Regions from separate parts of the Ovis aries genome. Here region 1 is linked to region 2. The links are chromatin contacts, called in public Hi-C maps. All regions are on one chromosome and are shown on one strand. The core of a region is the stretch at or near the end of the contact, and the rest is flanking DNA. Distances in the headings are between cores, read along the strand shown.

Evidence for each region. Hi-C and Micro-C count contacts between places; a contact is called where the count stands out from the background.
Region 1: a Hi-C map of tail adipose tissue shows a contact between it and region 2, with 2.3 times the contacts expected there. The contact joins the promoter of RAP2A here to the promoter of MBNL2 in region 2. A contact is called at or near these places in 2 of 16 Hi-C or Micro-C datasets (skin fibroblasts and tail adipose tissue).

What each region holds. Positions count from the first base shown.
Region 1 is chr10:73,975,649-73,981,816 of ARS-UI_Ramb_v3.0, reverse strand. It overlaps RAP2A (RAP2A, member of RAS oncogene family), which reads right to left and starts at 4,873. Exons shown (of 2, transcript XM_027973728.3): 1 at 4,271-4,873. The coding sequence starts at 4,584.
Region 2 is chr10:73,749,996-73,756,842 of ARS-UI_Ramb_v3.0, reverse strand. It overlaps MBNL2 (muscleblind like splicing regulator 2), which reads right to left and starts at 2,755. Exons shown (of 8, transcript XM_060394207.1): 1 at 1-2,755.

The sequences.
Region 1 (6,168 bases), core at 3,624-6,123, 220 kb before region 2:
ATCCATGAACCTATGACTACTCTTTTTCCAGTAGTCATGTATGGATGTGAGAGTTGGACTATAAAGAAAGCGGAGCACTGAAGAATTGATGCTTTTGAACTGTGGTGTTGGAGAAGACTCTTTTGAGTCCCTTGGACTGCAAGGAGATCCAACCAGTCCATCCTAAAGGAAGTCAGTCCTGAATATTCATTGGAAGGACTGATGCTGAAGCTGAAACTCCAATACTTTGGCCATTTGATGCAAAGAACTGACTCATTAGAAGAGACCCTAATGCTGGGAAAGAATGAACTCAAGAGGAAAAGGGGGCAACAGAGGATGAGATGGTTGGATGGCATCACTGACGCAATGGATATGAGTTTGAGCAGCCTCCAGGTGATGGACAGGGAGGCCTGGTGTGCTCCAGTCCATGGGGTTGCAAAGAGTTGGACACAACTGAGCAACTAAACTGAACTGAGAGACACTTTTATATTTTCTAGAAGCAACACTCAATACAAGAACAATCCAGCGACACGTTCCATTTCACTATTGCCCACGAATAGATGGTACAGTAAAAGTTACATGTTCATTCTGTGGCCTTTTCCTGCAAGATCCTTAATAAGCGAAAATATTTTAAAAGAATACCAACAAAATTTTTCCAAGGATTGTTTTCATCACTATCACTTTTTTAGTATCATCTTGGGCTTCCCTGATTCCCTGAGAATCTGTCTGCAATGGCAGGAGACCCGGGTTCAATCCCTGGGTCAGGTTGATTCCCCTGGAGAAGGGAATAGCTCCCCACTCCAGTATTCTTGTCTGGGGATCCCATGGATAGAGGAGCCTTGGGGGCTCCAATCTATGGGGACGCAGAGTCAGACATAACTGAGTGACTAACACTTTACTGGTCTATACTAGGTAATGAATTTCAAAATGCAGCCACAAATTTATTTCCTTTAAAATAACATTTAAGCAGACAAGGAGACAAAGTTAAATAACAGCTGGCATTTTTATGTTCAAGGTATTGCGCTGGATACCTTAAAATGTATTACCTCATTTAATACTAACAAAGACTCTGAGAGGTGCATGCACGTGTGTGCGTTAGTCGCTTAGTGGTGTCCAGCTCTTTGAGACCCCATGGGCTGTAGCCTACCAGGCTCCTCTGTCCATGGGATTCTCCAGGCAGAAATACTGGAGTGGGTTGCCATTTCCTTCTCCAGGGGATCTTCCTGACCCAGGGATCAAACCTGGGTCTCCAGCACTGCAGGCAGATTCTTTGAGAGGTGCGTGCCATACTCTTAATTCACAACATGGAAGCTGGAGCTTAGAGAAGCAAGTGTTTTCCCAAAATATTTACACCTTAGACCTGCACGGTCCCATATGTTAGCCTGGAGCCAGGTGTGGCTGCCGAGCAACTGAAATACAGCAATAATACTGTATAAACACTGAAATGTGCAGTAAGTATAAACAGAACCCCGAGTTTTGAAAATTTAGTATGCAAAAGAAAATGATGAAAATACCTCAATTCCTGAATACTGATTAGATGTTGAAATGACAATATTTTAGAGTGGGTTAAATAAAATTTATTATTAAAATTAATTTTACCTGTTTCACATTAAAAAAAAATTCAGCTACTAGACATTTCAAAACTACACATGTGGCCCACAATTACATTTGAATTGAATAGTATTGCCGTAGACGAAAGGCTCCATAATTGAATTTGTCAGTAAATGCCAAGTTCAAAGGCAGCCTGGTGTAGAGGAAGAGAAGAGTACATGGATTCATGCAGATTTGGTTTAAATATCCCCTCCACCAGTGACTAGTTTTTGGCCAAAAATATCAACCCTCTCTACATTTCACTTATGTCATCAGCATTATGGTGATATTAAACATCCTCAAACAACTGTTGTATGTAATATGTAAAGCAGACTGGCAGAGGGGAAACTGGCAGAGGGGAAAGAACAACTACAAATACCTCCTACAGCAACTGCTTAAAAATTGATCCTCAAAAATAATAGAAAATGCACTTATTTGAAAATCACATTTTACTCTTTAAGTGGGAAAAGTTAAAGAATCAAAACACTGAATGCCTGCTCTCGTATAATAAATGCATAACAGATACTGTATTATAATATACATAAAATACACAGATTCTTTCTTTCAATATTGTTTAAAATATGCTATAGGCTGGGAGGCCAGATAATGAGGTTAGGGTGAGGTAAAAAAAATATCAGGACAGATAGGCCCAAGTGGTTCTTACAGACAATTATCTTGAGCTTATGAACTCCACATCAGCTGATTTTTTTTTCAACCTTTTACATCAGGAACTAACACGAGTGAGTAAAATGACATCAGGGCAAGTAGAGTTTTACTTTTTTTCTTCCTGGGTCATACTGCAAACAAATAAATTGCTCCAGTACACTAAGTTCAGACTAACTCATTATTGGTGATCTCAAATATACCAAGAGAAACTACAAAATCCTGTGAACTATACTATCCAATGACATTTTGCCCTATTCTATCCCCTAGGCTCCTGTCAAGAAGTTTGCACTGGGCATGTGACTTTATCAATGTATGTATTATCTGTATATATGTAAATGCAAAGAGTGGAGCAGTTGGGGCATTTACTTTAATGTGATATATGTATACAGCCTAAGATTGACATGTGACAATGTGTTTGATTGCCCTGTTCTCTAGGGATTTTTTGTTGTTGTTAACAGACCAGGGGAAGTGTTAAAGATTTGAGCCTCTTAATATCATATACTTTAACACCCAAAGTATTCCTATGTTAACTATAGCAATTAACTTTAAGAAAATGATACTGAAGAAGTAAAAAAAAAGCTATCAGATTCACAGATCTTAGAACATCATCAGAGACCATAAAAATATTCACTTTATTCTAGTTTGAAATTTAATGGAAGAAGTAATATACAAAATTTTAATTTACCTATTAAAGTGCATATTCAATGAGTTAAAGGTCAGGGAGCACTTCAGGAGAGGGCTTCCCCTTTGATCTCATATGTGGCATCAAAAATCTGCTTCTTGTAATGAATTTTTGAACAACCCCTGAGGGCACATGACTTGGTATTTGCTCTTTCAAAATGAGTTGATTCAACTTGGCTAAAAATGAGATTACGTCTACAGTACACTTACAGCTAGCTTTCAGCCAATGTCTATTAATTTAGGGTTATAGGTAGAATTGGGTAAGAAAAACAAAATTACACTAGATCAAAATTATTAGCAATTATTAATAATAAGAATCAGACAAACCAGTAATGTGCACTTAACCAGTAATTAGGAAAATTTGCCAAAACTCGGAACTGAGACATTGCATTTCTGATTCTTGAAATTATAGGAAAAAATATAATCAATTTAAGAGAATACAAATATTATAAGCCATTTAAGCTACCAGCCATATTTTCAAAATGCACAGTTTAGAGTAAAAGAGTTCCTATCAGGAAAGTGCTTATTTATTTCCATTAACTTTACATTAGCTAATATTTGAGTCACACCTTTGAAGAAACTTGCTTTATTTTCAGGAATGTCTCCCCCTCCCCCCTTTTCTTTCTTTCTTTTTTGTTTTTGAGAGGAATAAGGCAGCTAGACTAAAAAAAGAAGAAAAAAGTTGTCACATTCTTTAACCGGAGTGGTATATTTGTGCTTCTATATACTAGAATATACTCTATCGATTCCACTGAGCCAAGTCTTCAAATAATATGATAATCTGTCTTTCAAGTTTCATCTTAATTGCAGAGTTCATTTTTGTTCAAACGCCCTGGCACCATTCAGTCTTCTATGAAATGAGAAAGGTCTTTTTCGTTCGGACTTGACATGTTTACCACGTATGTGTGAGCAATTTTTGCTGTCATCTAACTGCAAAGGTCTTTTTATTGTTGTTGAATCTGAAAATGTCTCCACTATACTTGCACAGCTGCCCTCTTCCCAGCAGAAACCAACCCGCCCCTCTCCCCTCTGCGAGTTTTAAACTTTCTTTGCTTTGGGGGTTCTGCACAAGCGCTACTAGTAACAACCAAGAGACAAAGAGCTGTGCTTGTGGGATGCCAAATTTGAGTTGTGAAACAAAGCACTCAAATTTGAGATTCAAGAGGATGAGGATGATGCTGGTAAAAAAAAAAAATTATGATAAAGCGTTATGATCCTAGAGCCGTCTCGCTAGACAGCTCCTCCAGCCCACGGCCACGCCAGAGCACGCGGGAGGGAGTTCTGATCCCCGAACAGGAGGGCTCGCGGGGCCCCCACCGGCGAAGCCCCCTGCCCGCGCCCCCGGCCCTCTCACCGCTTTACTCGGATGATCTGGTCCCGCATGGGCTTGATGTCCTGGAAGCTCTGCTGGTTGACGAGGCTGTAGACGAGGATGAAGCCCTGGCCGTTCTTGATGTACAGGTCCCGCATGGACGCGAACTGCTCGGTGCCCGCCGTGTCCAGGATCTCCAGCACCGACGGCGACGAGTCCACCTCGATCTCCTTGCGGTAGAAGTCCTCGATGGTGGGGTCGTATTTCTCGATGAAGGTGCCGGTCACGAACTGCACGGTCAGGGCGGATTTGCCGACCCCGCCCGAGCCCAGCACCACCACTTTGTACTCGCGCATCGTCCCTCCGCGGCCGCCGCCGCCGCCGCCGCCCGCGACATAGACCTACGCCCGCCTAGCTGCGCGCCCGGACCCTGCGCCGGCGGCCGACCCCGCCGACTCCCGCTGCCGCCCCCACCTCACGGCCGCCGCGGTCCCCCGGGCGCCGGCGGAGGTAAGCGCAGCCCTGGGCATAGGGGCCGAGCCAGGTTGCAAAGCGGCCCCGCGGGCGCCGGCAGGCACTGAAGGCGAGCGGGGAGCGGGAGCTAAGGAGCCGCCCGAGCCGCCTGAACCGCGGGCCCGCAGTGCCGCCCGCCCGGCCGCCCCGCCCCTCGCGCCTCCACGCCCAGCTCCCCTCCCGCCGCCGCCGCGGCTGCTGCTCTTCCCGGCGGCGGAGCGCGCTCCCGAGTCCGAGCCGCAGCGCTGCCGGGGGGCGGGGCCTGGAGGCCCGGGGGGCGGGGCCCTGAGGCGCAGCCCCGCCCCTGCGCCCCCGTCGCCTAGGCGACCGGGCGCGCGCGCGCTCCCGGGAGGCTCTGCGCCGCGCGGAATCCTCGGCTGGCGGCTTAGATAAACAACCACCTGGGCCACCCGACAACACCCCAGTCCGTCAAACCCAGTGGGTAGGGGGCATATTGAACATGCGCAGTTCTCCACCCGGCGACGGGAGCTGTTTCTACCTGAACACGCCAAGTTCAAGACTTTGGCGGAGACAGGCTGTTGGAGGGGCCAGAGCAGTCTCCGAGATTTAACCTGAGGAGGGGAGTGAGAAGAGAGACACCGGCAGGGCCCAAACGGCGACCCTGGCACGAGGGCCTGGCTGGACACCACCCGGTCCGTCAGCATTCCTGAGGGATTTGTTTTTATAAAGATAACGAGAAAGCTGTTTGTTTTAGGGAGAAGCAGGCACACCACGAAAGGAAGCTTTTATTTTACGCCTCAGGACACTCAGGGAGACGCGAGAGGCCCCAGGGAACTTACTGCCCAAGGCAGTGAGGCCGCGGTAGCCGGGGCCCACGCCCGGTGACGTCGCTGGGGGTCCCGCCCACCTCCCCCAGCCCCGCCCTTTTCTTGGCCTGAGAGAAAGTCCAGCTCTTCCCACGCCCTGTCACCACAGGCGCTTGGAAAATCGGGAGAGCGGAGACCTCGGCCACAGCCCCAAAGCCCAGGGACACCTCTTAGCAACAGCCACCCGGGACAACCTAGTCGGGAGCTAGGGGTCCATCTCAGCCAACCAGCCCACCTCTGTGGACCCCGTGGTGCCACTCTCGGCCAATGGAGAGCCACCTTTTACCACGTGATGCCATCCACCAGCCAATGGGGGGAGTCCAGTTGCAGGCTCCGCCCTCCCATCGCTAACGGCTTGGCTGAGCGTGCTCTGCCAGCCAATGGTAGGTGAGCTCACGCATGACGGAGACTTGCTCTGAGCCAATCAGAAATCGCGATTCTCCTGCCTACACAGACTGGTAGTATGGAGAGAGGGGCGAGCTGGTGGGGCTTGGGCGGGGTCATTGATTGAGGTGGCGGTCGCAGCACCCTATTCTGGCGAAGGAACGAGTTGAATTGCAAGCGAGAGTGATGAATTTCGCTTTAATGTCGTCTCCGTGG
Region 2 (6,847 bases), core at 1,506-4,005:
GCAGGCTGTTAACCAGGGACGCTATACAACCAGTAGATTTCACAAGCGTATTTTTCTCCCCTCCTCTTATTTTCTCTCTTACTCACTCCACTTGCACACATTTCATACCCAAGTCAAAGCAAAAAGAGCACTAAATGCTTTGGGTACTACAAGGCCTGTGTCTGAAAGGATCTGGTTTGCATAGCTTCTAGTAATATTGCACAAGATCAAAGGAGAACACGCACACAAGCGACGCTCTGATTTTCTTGGAAATCGTATGTCGTGGTCTGAGGATGAATATCCCTAGAAAATTTACGTGAACATGACGTAGAGTGAAGGGTTCTGTATCCATGACTATGTATCTTAACACCGTAAGGCATTTTCCAGTTTCATTCATAGGGTGGTTTTATCCTAGCTCACTGTGTCAAGAGACAAACAACTTTTTTTTTTTTTTTTTCTGATGCAAGGTCAAGGTCTCTCAAAATGCTAGAAGTATAAAGGAAAGTGTAGCAAGTATTAATCAATTCTATTAAGGAAGAGAAAAAACTGAGATGGTGCTTGTTAGAGGCTACACAACCCAAGCAGTCCTAAAGAGGGTGCAAACTAGGGCCGGGAACTCCCCAGAACTCCAGGCTGTTCTGATGGAAATTCTTTCCCCGAAAGGCTCCCTATTAAAAACTAACTGTCCCTGGATCGCTGTGACCAAGGCTGCCACTTGTGACATGGGGCGAAGAGCCTGCCATGCCGGACTGCCCTTCCCTGGGTCCATCGACACGAGAGCACGGTGATCTTTCTACCAGAGGAGCTGTTCCCAGCATCACTGCCAGCCGTGAACTTGGTGGCATAGCCTGAGTCCTAAAGAGTGGCCCCGGGGGAAGCTGGGTGATGTCCACCCAGGTGCCAAGAGACAGACTGCGCTGAGGGGACCGAGGCCTGAGGCAGGGCCAGTCCACTCCCCACCACAGCCAGAGCCCTGCAGATAAACGACCTGCCCGACGAGAGGAGGCAGGTAGGAGAAGATACCCCATTTCTGCTGGAGAATCGGCTCCGGTTTTAGAAAGGATGGGAAAATGAAGACATAACTCAAGACCTGCCAAGGAAGAGTCCGAACGTTCCTAGCCAGGACATAAAGAAATATTCCTCTCCACGAGCTTGAATAAAAGAACACACAGCAGAAAATAGTTGGGAGATGACGTCAGAAGTTCTGGGCGAGTGTCCTGCACTTCTCCTTGAAAGTAAAAACAGTGGGTCTAGAAGAATCTACGTGGCAATGCCCTTATTTAAATGAGGACTTCCACTGCTCAGACAAGCTGGCTGAAGAAACTTCATCTTATTTAGAGGCTCTAAGAACCTCTTTATTATTATTATTATTTTTACTTTATTATCCTCACAATGCACATATTACTCAATCAACAAATAGCTTTCCACTTAACCTTTGTCTTTTTCAAAGGCCAGCGGTGTTTCTTGAAGAACATTCACCATGGTAGTGGTTAGGCTAGTCAGATTTTTTTTTTCCTTCGCTTCAGTGCTTGCTAACTATTCTAAAAATGTTACACATTTATTGTAAACATATGCTTCCGAGGCCTAACAAAAAAGCACAGTTTCCTCATGCCTGGCAGAAATTTAAAACGGAAAAGGGCAGAAAGAATTCTTTAACAAATATATCCTTTCCTTCTCTTGGGCCAAGTGTGTTAAAAATAAATCTTCTCCATCATTTCTCACTGCTGCTTCTCGGCAAGAAAGTTGATATGGTTCGGCACAGTGAAAACACAGCTTTAAAAAGCTAGCCTGCCCTCATTAAATTATTCTGCTGGCTGTGTGTTCTCATTAAAAATGCATAAAGATCAGATAATTGCAGTAAGCATTATTAACCCAGCTTTACTTTTGAATATAATGGTTCCACTTTTAAGCTGGAAACAAAGGCTCAGACATGCCAGAAAAAGAAATGTAAACATTGAACTACAGTATCGAAAACTTGTCAGAAAGCTACCTCTAGCTGGCTTGTTAAAATGTGCTTTTGAAACTCAATTAAAAGCCATGGCATTGGAGAGCTAGGTAGGTCCCTAATATCCCATAAGTCGATGTATTTTTTCTTTAAAAAACATTTCATCCATAATTATTTACCAGGAAGTTTTTTTCGCCCCCCCTTAATCACGAGTCTGTTTTCAAATCTTAGGATCAACGCAAACTTTATTTATTCGGGAGCTAACTATGGCAGTCTGAAAAAATTTTTTTCTAGAACCAGAAAAGAAGAAGGTCCCCAAGAATTCAAATGGTTTCTGTTGAGTAATCAATGGTCCTATTCTTTGAAATAAAAACTCGTTTTATGCTTCACCCCAAACAGGCGGCAGAGATTCACGCTTGGCCATTTCTTTCTTTCTTTTTTTTTTTTTTTTTCAAATCAAAACGTTACGTAAAACTCCAGGGTCCCCCCCTGCAAGGATTTCATTTGAATTAGTGGAACCCGGTTTCCCTGGCTTCCTGAAGCAACACACACGGAATGCAGCACACTGCAGCAAACTCTTCAAACATTCAGGGGGGAAAAAAAAAGGAGAGGCGGGGGGACGATTTCCCTACCTTGTTTAGCTCTGTCTCTCCTTCTCTGTTACAGTAACCCCAGGAACATCTGGTAGAATCAAGCGGCCGCGGTTTCTTCGCTGCATCCTGAGGAAGAAATTTCCATGTAAATAGTTCTCATTCCCTGCTTATTGTACTCTGGGAGCCGTCTGCCGTATCTGGAAAATTTTGCCTTCAGATGATGAAGCAAAGACAGTCTAAACTCTGTTGCTGTAAGCTGCAGCCCTTCCTTCCGACAAATCCCTCCCCGCCGCGGGCAGCCAATCGCCAGCCAGCTCGTCAGCGCTGCTCGTCTGAACCGGGCCCTCATAGGATGACTGACACAGCAACACAGCACTTGCGGTGTGTGAAAACAGTGCATCCATACTGAAGAAAGAGGAATTTCCCTCTCGGAAGAAAGCAGTCAGAGCCCCCAGACAAAGTGGCACATCATTGGCAGAGCAGAGAGAGGGGGTAGCTCCCCGAGAACACCCTTTAAGCCTAGCCAGCCCAGAGCCCGCGGTGGCACTGTCAATACTTTGGAAAACACAAAACTCGGGCAGATTCAGGAGACCTCCAGGTTGTCCATGAAACTGAAGTCGTTATCCCATTGGACAAAGCATCTATCTATCTATCTATCTATCTATCTATCTATCTATCTATCTATCTATCTATCTATCTGTCTATCTTTAAAGGCAAACAATTCCATGTCTGCCATGGAAATGAATACACCTTGCAAAACATTTGCATCTGGTTTTCACTAGTGAGGAGGAACGTGTTAACCCAAGTGCATAGTCAAAGTCAAAACAGGCTTGTGTCCCGAACACAGTTTTCCTGTATAACATCTGTTATGGCCGTGGTTACTTACTGGAGCTCATATACCTTTTCTCCAAGTTTTCAGGCTCCTGGGGACCTTCAATTAAGGAATTCTGAACAATGGAATTGATATCTCTGCTTCACCCTTGGCAGGCCCCCCGAGAGGATTAGGTGTGCTGTCACCTGACTCTAAGGTTCCTCACCACTTGACAAATACCGTGCACTGGTCCAGATCGTCATTAATGAAGCAACCATTAACCAGAGGATGTTTACTGTTGAAAACACTTGTCACGTGATCCTAGGGGCGCCATCAGGTGCAACCCCACAAAGGATAATGTGGAGGTGCTGAAGTTCCCTGAGATAAAGCAAAAAAGGAACAGAAAGGTTAGTAAAGTTTATTTATCTTCCCCAGTCAATGTTACTCTGTGTATATATATATACACATATATATATGTGGTGTTTAGAAAACACGAAAAGCACACATTTTCCTTCCACTAAACACAACATTTTGAATTTTTTGGGAAAACTTGTGTTATGATTACAAAGCTAGACCAAGGCAGGAACAAAGTCTGAAAGGTTGAATCCTTGGCGCTATTGTTTATAAGTGATTGTTCGCTGCATCTGTAATGAAGTGACAGATGGAATGCAATGTAATGGTTTCTTTTGATTTTATCAATTTCATTTAAAAATCACAATATTTCATAATGGTTTGTAGGTTGTTTCTTTTAATAGAATACTGTACTTTATTCCCCTCGAATCTTATACTTATCGTTTCATTCCAGTATAAATCCATCATATACATAACTTGCAGGCTATCATCTACTATAATTTTTCTAGAAATTTAAATGATCTCTGTGGTTGAACAGGTAAACCACTATTTTTAAATATCCTTAGTATCATGCTGCATGTAAATGGAATATCACAGGTTTATGGATATCCCCCTCTTGACCCCTCTCTGATTATGACTTTAAAACTATCTTTCCCTTGATTCCAATCCTCAAAGTTTAGTCTTCTTTGACTCATTCTTCTATTTTCATTCAGTGAAACTAAATCTGGTTGATTTTTTTCCTTCTAGCTAGTTCACAACTCTGACCTATTACCCAGCTAATACAAATGCTAATAAGCTAGCTTCTGAGATTCAAGCCTGCCCATGTTCACACTCCCCAGTTGCCAGACAGGTTTTCCAAAGTCATGTGGTGTCATGTTCCTTTCATAGTCAAGTCTTCTCTCTATAAAATCCAAATGACTGACTTTCAAGGTCCTTCATAATCTGGGCCCTCCCTTTCTACCCAACTTTTTCTGAGCTGTTTTTCTAAGTACTTTCTGGTGGCGTCATGCCTGAGTCTCCATGGCTCCTAAAACCCATCTACAGACCTGACTCCCCAGAGCTTCACTCAACAAAATCTCCCCCAACCTTTAGACCTCTGCTTGAATCCTCTTTCTTCTCTGATGGTTTCCCTGCTCACATTGTCTTCTCTGATGTTCTCCTGTAAAAGCAGTCTGCGCTGTTGCTATACCAGACCATTAAATCCTTAGTGATGAGCTGACCTTTCCATCTCAGAAAGCTTGGCTTGATAGTATATTAATTGTTACTGTATGTAAAGTGTCTATACCGTGGCTGGCACATGATTAACACTAACTGACGGTTCTTCTTATCTTAATTTCTATATTGTTCATTGCATGTAGCAAGATGCCATGCACAAACTTGCTGACTTCATTATTAGTATCTCAAGATTTGATATCATGTCCATACAATTGCACCAGCCAAGAATCTGGCAGTCATTTTTGACCCTCCTCTCCCCAACCATTATATGAAATCTATCATCAAAGCTTGTCAAGTTTCAGTAAGTCAGTTCAGTTGCTCAGTCATGTCCGACTCGTTGCGACCCCATGGACTGCAGCACTCTAGGCTTGCCTGTCCATCACCAGCTCCCGGAGCTTGCTCAAACCCATGTCCATTGAGTCGGTGATGCCATCCAACCATCTCATCCTCTGTTGCCCCCTTCTCCTCCCGCCTTCAAGCTTTCCCAGCATCAGGGTCTTTGCCGATGAGTCAGTTCTTCGCATCAAGTGGCCAAAGGATTGGAGCTTCAGCTTAATTGTCAAGTTCAGCACCTAAATGTTGTGAAATGTTTCACCTGCTCCATCTCCACCAGTGCAACTTTGTCCCAGCTCTCAGTGTTCTTCATCATGACTAGTGGAATAGCCTCTTAGCGGGTATCCTGCATATATTCTTAATCCCTTCAATCCCTTTGACTCACATCAGCTAGAATAAGAATTTCGGAGAAGGCAATGGAACCCCACTCCAGTACTCTTACCTGGAAAATCCCATGGACGGAGGAGCCTGGTAGGCTAGGGGATACCACTGAGCAACTAATACTTTCTTTCACTTAGGTCATGAGGGTGGGGCTCACATCATGGGATTAGTGTCCTCATAAGAAAAGCCAGAAGAGAAAGATCTTTCTGCTCTCTCTCTTTCTCTCTTTCAGCCAACTGAGGACACAACAAGAAGGCTGTCAGAGCTCTCAGCAGAACCCAACCATGCTGGCACGCTGATTTCAGACTTTCAGCCTTTAGTACAGTGAAAAAATTCATTTATGTTGTTTAAGCTACCAGTCTGCGTGGTATTTGGTTATGGCTGCTTGGACTGACTAATCTAACCTTTGAACCCTTTTGAGTTGCTCTTAGGAAGAGGTGACAGTACTCAAAATGGCCCACAAGGTCTTGAGCTATCCAGCCCTTGCCTACCTCTCCAGCCTAACCAGAGGCCATTTCTTCAGGGAACCCTTCCCCAAACCCCAAGATGAGCTCAGGTCCACCTGTTGTTTTCTCTCGCTCTAGATCAGTGCTTTTCAAATTTAATACGCGTGTAAATTCCCCCCAGGGATCTTGTTAACATGCATATCCTAGTTCAGTAGTTTTTAGGTAGATACTAAGCATTGCTAACAAGCTCCCAGGTGATGCTGCTGCTGCTGCTGCTGCTGCTGGTCCATGGACTATTCTTTGAGTAGCAAGACTATAGATCTTGTTCACCTTATGCACTTTTTACAGGACGCAGTGATCCATTTCTTTGGTTAATTGCTTAAGATCTGTCTTCTCAACCAGCTTGTCAGTGTCAGAGTCATCACTGCCTCTCCAGCATCCAAGCTAGAATATGCCTGGCACAGAAGAGGAGAGTCTCAATAAGAAATGTGTGTGGAATGAATGAACTGATCAATACAATGTATTGCAGATCCAGCTGGACTTCTGCTTTTTTTTTTTTTCCTTTTTCTCCTCCTCCTCTGCTTTGTGCCTGATTTAAATCCCCATCACTTTTTGTCTGTTCTTCACCTTTCTGCCTCCAGTCTAGCCCCTCACTTCTCTCTCTATTCACAACACCACAACCAAACTCATCTTTTAAAAACACAAATTGAATAATGACATTACTGCACAATGACTCCCTATCACCGTCAGATTAAATCTTTTGACTAAGACTTGAGTAGATTCTCTCAACACT